Linked DNA regions of Mus musculus: region 1 is linked to region 2. The links are chromatin contacts, called in public HiCAR-type maps. All regions are on one chromosome and are shown on one strand. Each heading gives the region's core, a stretch centred on a gene start, on an enhancer-like site or on the middle of the called end of the contact. The rest is flanking DNA. Distances are from core to core; before and after follow the strand shown.

Evidence for each region. HiCAR-type assays count read pairs that join an accessible place to other places.
Region 1: a contact with region 2 is called in a HiCAR-type map of astrocytes, with 2.4 times the contacts expected there. The contact joins the enhancer-like site here to the promoter of Cdk7 in region 2. A contact is called at or near these places in 3 of 39 promoter capture datasets (cranial neural crest, hippocampal neurons and pre-B cells), 1 of 484 Hi-C or Micro-C datasets (cortical neurons) and 2 of 115 datasets of contacts at active chromatin or transcription factors (astrocytes and differentiating embryonic stem cells).

Annotation. Positions count from the first base shown.
Region 1 is chr13:101,715,496-101,719,521 of GRCm38.p6, forward strand. The region is part of intron 2 of Pik3r1 (phosphoinositide-3-kinase regulatory subunit 1); the gene reads right to left. Among named protein-coding and RNA genes, the nearest start is that of Pik3r1, 51 kb to the right of the region's middle. Within about 2 kb of position 2,361, at least 22 of the 459 cell types and tissues checked have an H3K27ac peak or open chromatin away from gene starts, as enhancers often do. A contact at or near this core is called in astrocytes, where this site is marked.
Region 2 is chr13:100,728,366-100,732,333 of GRCm38.p6, forward strand. It overlaps Cdk7 (cyclin-dependent kinase 7), which reads right to left and starts at 2,577. Exons shown (of 12, transcript NM_009874.3): 1 at 2,409-2,577; 2 at 2,093-2,152. The coding sequence starts at 2,474.

The DNA.
Region 1 (4,026 bases), core at 1,111-3,610, 990 kb after region 2:
GGGAGGTGGAAGTGGGGAGTAAGAGAAAAAAAAATCACATTTCACATATGTTCTCGTGGTGGCACTTGGCTCTTTGTTGAATGCATGAAGGAAGGAGTGTTAATGGCACCAGCTAAATGTCCCCACACCTTTTAACATGTATGCTCTTTTTTCTTTTTTCATACCAGCTCAAAGATGTATAGTCTTTATTGTTTTTTTGATGTAAAGACAAGGAAACAGAAGTTGAGAAATTAAGCCACTTGGTCCATGTCATAAGCTCCTAAGTAGTGTGTATGTGCTTAGCATGGGCCAGTTTTCTCTTCATCAGTCCCTGGTTTGGACATGTTTGCTATGATGTTTCCCAAAATTTCAAGGTTCCCAAATTTCAGTGGTAACTGCAGTAAGAATGTCATGTAATACAGAAGACATGTGATCCTCATTCCCATCAGGCAATGGCCAAGTACTGGTGGGTTCAAGAAAAGCCACCTCAACAGCAGCATCCGCTTATGTATCTCCTGCCCCCAAGTTAGACAGCAGATGTATTCTCTTCCATTCTCACACTGTTTTGATATACAGGTAATCAGGGGTACACACAGTGGAGCAGTGGGCACCCCTGTTCATAGCAGATGGAAGTAGGAACACCTTGCAGAACAAGGTGAGCGAGGGCTGGACGCAATGCTCACATCTCTCCTATATACATTTGATACTAAACCTCACCATCAAATGTATAAAAACGTGTTACAAATGCTCCAATGAAGCCAGATCATAGGAGGAGTTTGAGAAGCCCCAGATGCAATTAGAGGAGATGGAAGGGACTGGAAAGTTAACATGGTGACCCCAGAGGCCAGGAAGATGTCTGATCTCAGCTGGCAAACCCACTGATCAGGCAGAAGCAAATGCTGGCCAACGGAGGACAGAATTTGAGGAGGAGGAGCTGCCAAAGCAGTAAACTGGTTCAGATGAACAATGCTGAGAGTTTTAAGAAAGGCTGGATGGACATCAGAGGCAACAGAGAATCACCAGACCCCATCCTAGTCAGCCATTACTTTTCTCTGACATTTAAAAATATACTGAAAACTTGAATGCCTGGCTATACTCCACCTAGACCCAACAATTAATATTTTGTCATAAATGTTATCTGTAATTATTTTTATGGTACATTTCAAGGTAAGGGATGTGATTCAGTTGCCTTGGACTATATTGTGTTTCCCATAAATCATATGTTGAAGTCCTTTGAGGTACCACCCTCTGCCCCTAAAGTGAGGATACTCAAGAGACAGCCTCTGGAAGATTATTGAGTTTAAATGAGGTTTGTGTGTGTGTGTGTGTGTGTGTGTGTGTGTGTGTGTATGGGGGGGGGGGGGTCCTTCATAATGAGAGCAGTGGTCTCACACTTTCCAGAGGAGGATCTGTGGAAGGAGGCATAAGGCTTCCTTACCAGGTCTTTACCAAATTACCAGAGTTTACTAAGGTTTTATGGTAACCTGAGCTCATGTATCAAGATCCACACCTAAAGTGAAAACAAAGCAAAACAAAACAAAACAAAAAACTTCCTTTGTCTAGAAAGTCAGTAGCAAACTCTTTTAAGTATTTAGAAAACACCTCTATGGGTAAGAATGTTTCTGACAGTGATGAAGAAAGAGGGTTGCTGTATAAGGTTTCAGGTACTTATCAATAATTCCAGCTGAGCAAGTGATTGATACCCATGCTTCGAGATCTCAGACCACAACTTTCAAGGAGCAAGAATTGAGGATGAGTGTTCCTCCAGCTATAAAGAGAAAAGGACGCCAGGAGCCAGAATACTGATAGCTGTTCCCTAGCTGTGCTTGGTTTCAAAGGCTGGTTTTACAGTGAAACTCCGCAAAACACCTTGTGTTACGCAGCAGATGGAACTAAGTAGAAGGTCTCCCTGTCTCAGTGATTAAGTTGGATATCCTACCTAATGTCATATCAACAGATATTGGGGGCAGAGACCCTTGTTGTTTGGTGCATCTCGAGAGTCACAACTTGACTGAGGTCCCGAAGTTCTGGCTAAGGGCAAGACTCCTTGGTTTGGATGTGTGGTTTGGAGAGACTGTGGAAATGGGGCATTGGAGATGCAGTGGAGCCCAGTTACCATGACTAGAGGTGAGAAGCCCCTTGTCTTTCACTCTCAAACCCCTAAGAGCTTGGGAGGCCGTATAATTATCCCCATTTTACAGATGAGGAAAAGGAAGATTTAAAATAACGACGTGATTTGCCCAAAGTTAGTACAGCAGTTAAGTGGCAAACTAATCTGAATGGATCCAGTTTGCTTTCTTGGGAGGCCCACTTGGTGCGCGCTGGAGGTTACCCAGCCAAGAACAGAGGCTGCAAAAAGCTTTGAATAAGATGGATATAAACGATCCTGGCAACACGTACGGGCCTTGGTGACAAGAAGCATGTTTGTTCAAGTCGGGCTGGGATTGGTGGGTCAGCATCTTACCATCACTTCTCCTTTATCAGGCCTGAGCCCCTGCCAGGCTAAATATTTTTGGGACAGCATTTATTAAATATTTTTCTCATAAGGCTAAACTAAGCACATTCTTCCTCAGGAATGTCACTGGGTTTATTCAGCTAAAAATAACTGGCCAACTTATCATATTTGGCAAACTATGAAGGGCTCACTGTGAGTCATCAGGTGGAAGAAAGGTCCAGTAAAGACCTGGGCACTGGTGGGTATGAGCATTAGCTGCCCTTCCAAAGGACTCAGGATCGATTGTCAGTGCCCGCACAGCAGTTCACAATGGCTAACTCCAGTCCCAGGAGATCCAGTGACGACTTGTGGCTTCTGAAGGCAGGACATGCACACGGCACCCACACAAAACACCCATACGTGTAAAAATAAATAACCACAACAAAATATATGGAGACTAGAATATCAGAGGAAGAAGAAGAAGAAGAGAAAGATGGATTGCATATGGGATGGGCAAGAAAGATGAATGACTCAAAAATACTGAATGGAAAATTCACAATAAAATTCGAGAAATACATGAGAAACTGAGGTTGTAACAGTCAGAGTTATTCATTAACAAAACCCCTTAATTAAAAAAAAAAAAGACACAGGCAGAAAGCTTTATTCCACAGAATAAAGGCAAATGATCTTGAGATAAAGGTAAACACAGCCTTAATGGTGTGAAGGGTCATGGTTTGAAAGAAGTCAAGCAATATGTCTTTACTACTACTGTTCCGCGCGGGCAATTAATTCTGGTGGGCGAACACATTTTCCTCTATCAAAAGACACCACATTCATCAAATAAATGAACACAAACTTACCCACCTCTTCACTAAAGAAGTGACCTTGGCTTTAAGAACGTTAAATGGGCCCACTGAAGCAAGATGGACTGTCTCAGTACAGTCTCTTACAAGCACCGCCAGTTGGAACTAGTACTAAGCTATGGCAACTCATTTATGTCAGGCTAACTTTTTTTTTCCCTTAACTGCAATACCAGGAAGCACTGTAGATAGAACTGTCGCAAAATATTAAGTATATATTGATTGCATCTGACCTTGTTCCGCCAAAGATTCTCAGAATAAGCTAACAAACAGGGAGATGACATTTGAGGAGTGCTTGTGTCGTAATAATTGCTTAAAGGTCTGGGGGGCGGGGGGGGGAGCGTGAAGTAGGCAACTCAATATAAAGGAGCAACCTGCTGAATGAAAAGTTGTAAAATAAGCCTGCCGCCCATCTGGGTGGCAACCAGTCAGGCTTTTTAATCAACACCTTAGCTCCTACTCCTGCAGACAGGACGCAGCTGAAACTTCCTGGCTGCAAAGTGGGATTGGTGGGAAAATGCTGATTTTCTATAAATGGAAATACCTGGGATGTTGTTAATGAAAAAGAACCAGTGACTCAGCCTGGCAGAGGGGAAGGCACTGCCCTCGCTGTGGGGTGCTCTCTTCTGCCATTAGCATCTCACAGAGGACCCTTTCTGTGTTCCCCTTCCGCCCCGCTTAGCCACTACTTCTTTGTAGGGTTGAACAGGAAGTGATAGCGCCTGCACCATGGGAAGGAGTTTTGTACATTTT
Region 2 (3,968 bases), core at 1,327-3,826:
GTGTTTTGTCGTTTCTTCTGGTGTTTGGATATAATTCTGGTGCTTGTTTTCCACAACAGCAGGCTTCACATGTGCTAGGCAAAGGCTCCACCACTAAGCCTAGGCCTTGTTTGTTTGTTTTTTTTGTCTTGTTTTATTTATTTATTTATTTATTTATTTATTTTGAGACAGGGTTTCTCTGTGCAGCCCTGGCTGTCCTGGAACTCACTCTGTAGACCAGGCTGGCCTCGAACTCAGAAATCCGCCTGCTTCTGCCTCCCAAGTGCTGGGATTAAAGGTGTGTGCCACCAGTGCCCGACATTTTTGTTTGTTTGTTTGTTTTCTGTAGCTGTCTTCAGACACCAGGAGAGGGCACTGGATCTCATTACAGATGGTTGTGAGCCACCATGTGGTTGCTGGGAATTGAACAATGATCCTCTGGAAGAACAAGCAGCTGAGCCATCTCTCCAGCCTTTTACTTTCTATTTTGAGACGGGGTGGGGTCTTACTAAATTGCCTGTGCTAGCCTTGAAACTTACTCTTTAGCTCAAGAAGGTCCTGAACTTTATGTATATATGTCTTTAAGGGTGCACAAATGTAGGTGTAGGTATGTATGTTTGTGTGTGTGCACATGCAGGTTAGAGGCCAACTCAGATGTTTTTCCTCAGACACTGTCCACCTTGTTTCTGTGAGAAAGTGTCTCTCACGGGCATCTACCACGTAGGAAATGCTACATGGAGGCAGCCTCTGGGATTTGTCTATCTATCTCTACCTCCCCAGTTCTGGAAAATGCTACCATTTGATTCTCTTGCTTCAGCCTTTGGAGTCGCTGGGCTTACAGAAATAGGCCACCACGCCCAGCCAAGGCACTTGCTACCAAGCAAGGTCTCAGTCCCTGGAACCTACAAGGCATAGAGAGAGGCTCTCTCTGCAGTTGTCCTGGATCCTGCATATGCCCTGTGGCACACAAGCGCCCCCACCTGAAAATATTAATACAAAAATAATGTCTTAAAATAAAACAATGATAGTAACAGAATCACTGAAAAGACAGCAAGCCAAATACTAAATGAATGAAAAGGGGAGGCTGCCAGATGCGAGTGTAATTCTCCATACTTCAAAGGAATTGTGAGATTACAAAGGAAACAACAGATTCAAAGAAGCACAGAAATACAGAGCTCAACCACAACAGGCCCTGAGTTCTATTCGGAGTCGCAGAGTCACCATGAGCTGGCTATAGATGTCAGCAGAGGAACGAAGCTCAACCAACTGCTCTGTTCTAATGCCTCCACATTCCTAGCTGTGCGACCCTCAAGTCATCTAACTAGCCTCAGGTACCTCAAAGGGGAGGCAAAGACACTTTACCTATTTCACGGACTATTTGGAGGTTAAGTGGGGGAAGAAAAAAAAAATAGTCAAAAGTGTTTGGCACACAGGAAATTATATCAGGGTGTTGTTAATGAATTTAAGTTTTAAGAATACTTAAATCTTTCTAGAAATTACACTATTATCAGTATTGCTGATGCCAATGAAAACCTTCGTGTATAGATAACACACCTTTAACAACCTTTGACATGGAAAGACCATGCCATCCAAAAGGACTGAAGAGACGCTGTCCTTGCCTCCATAGCCAACAACCAACTTTTAGGGGATGAAACGTTTTAACTTGAACAAAAACTGTTTCAGCCCGAGTTCCATCTTGAAACACAGGATACTAATAAATACTACTGTCTATAGAGTTCTTGTAACTCCTTCAATCAGTGTGACTGTGAGCAGTAAGATGAAGCCGAAGGTAGCCCATGTCTGTAATGCCCGGCACTCGGGAGGCAGAGGCAGAAGGATTTCCACGAGTTGGGAGACCAATCTGGACTCCATAGCAAGACTATCTCACAGACAGCCATCCATCAACTGTTAATGCACGGGCATTTACTCTCTAAGAGTTGCCTGGCGTGGTGGAGTACGCCTGCAAACCTGCAAACCCCCCAAACCCCCAAACACAAAGCAGAAGGGTTAAGGCTCGCAGCAAGTTCTAAATAGCGAGGTCCGTGCCAGCAAGGGCTACGTGGCAAGCAAGACGCAAAGACTGGAGAGGAAACAACATAAAAAGGCAACTCACTTTCTTAATGGCGACGATTTGGTTGGTGTTCTTGTCCCTGGCCTTATAGACCGTCGCAAACTAGAAAGGGGAACAGTAACAAAGTCGTAAGAGGTCTTTCTTTACCTGCTGGTTGGTTTTTGGCCCTTCCCCACCTCCCCCTTTTAAGAACAAAGAAGCCCTGATTCTGGAGGGGACTGGCCACGGCCTGCTACGTGGTCTGGAGGCCTCTTCTTCAGCAGGGAAGAAGCAATTCAGGGATGGTGACAAGGGGACCGAGCAGCCGGCGGTGGCCAGGCTGTGCCTGCCTGCGCGAGAACTCAGCCCCAGGCCTCACCTGTCCCTCTCCGAGGAAGTCCAGTTTCTCATAGCGCTTCGCTCGAGACTTCACGTCCACAGCCATGCGAGTGAGAAACCAGACCCGGGCACCCAAGCTAAGCCCTCCACCCCGCAGGAATTTAAAGCGTCCGAAAGCTGCCCAACAGCTACTTCCGGTCGCTGGACGCACACGACCTACGGGTCCCGCCCATACTTCCGCTGTGGGCGGGGCCAGTCCTACGGAAGCTGAGTTGGGCCGCGAACCCTGCCCTTCCCCGCTGCCACGTGCACACAGTACCCGGAAGCTGTGCTGTCCTAGACTGCAGTCAGTGTCCATTTGTTACTGGATTTTGTCTTTAACGTGGATTTTTTTTTTGCTTCCAAAGATGATAGGCCAGGGTTCTGACGTGGTATTTCTAAGTTCGGAATGTAGCAGAAGTGTAAGGGCTTGCCCTTGCAGCTGTCTTGCTTTGCGTTACTGTGTCGCCTGAGTCTCTATGGACACCAAACCCCTCCATTTGTTTTGTTTTGTTTTTCTTTTTGTGCATGTTTTTTTCCTCCCCCCCCCCCCCACTAATTTATTGACTTATTCTCTTTACATCCTGATCTCTGCCCCACTTCCTCCAATCGGGTACCCCTCCCCGTCCCACCCTCAAGTTCTTAAAGGCTGATTTATGAAGAAACAGGCCCAGGAAATCAAAACCAAGTCCTACTGAATGCTATAGAATGAGCCTTTGGTCTTATAAAAATTTGAAACTAATGATTTAAGAAAAACATACAGGGGCTGGTGAGATGGCTCAGCAGATAAAAGCACTGACTGCTCTTTGGAAGGTCCTGAGTTCAAATCCCAGCAACCACATGGTGGCTCACAAACACCTGGAATGAGATTTGACGCCCTCTTCTGGTGCATCTGAAGACAGTTACAGTGTAACTAGTTATAATAAAAAATAAATCTTAAAAAAGAAAAAGAAAAACATACAGAGCCTTTACACATAGTAACAGTGTTTGCTATGTAATTAATGATTTCACTTTAAGCCTAGCTGTCAATTACTGGCTCCAGCAATGGTTTCCTTTTGAGTCATATCTTTGTTTCCAGTTTGCAGGGTAGAGGGTGGTTTTGTTGAGGCCTCAATTCCCTGGTGGATTTAAGAATTGATCTTCGGGCTGGTGAGATGGCTCAGTGGGTAAGAGCGCCCGACTGCTCTTCCGAAGGTCCAGAGTTCAAATCCCAGCAACCACATGGTGGCTCACAACCATCCGTAATGAGATCTGACTCCCTCTTCTGGAGTGTCTGAAGACAGCTACAGTGTACTTACATATAATCAATAAATAAATCTTTTAAAAAAAAAAAAGGAAAAAAAAAAAAAGAATTGATCTTCGGCTGGGCAGTGGACTGGGAGGCATAGGCAGGCTGATTTCTGAGTTCCAGGCCAGCCTGGTCTACAGAGTGAGTTCCAGGACAGCCAGGGTTACACAGAGAAACCCTGTCTTGAAAAACCAAAAAAAAGAGTTGATCCAAGGGCTAGAGAGATGGCTCAACATATAAGAGCACTGACTGCATATTCCAAAGGTCCTGAGT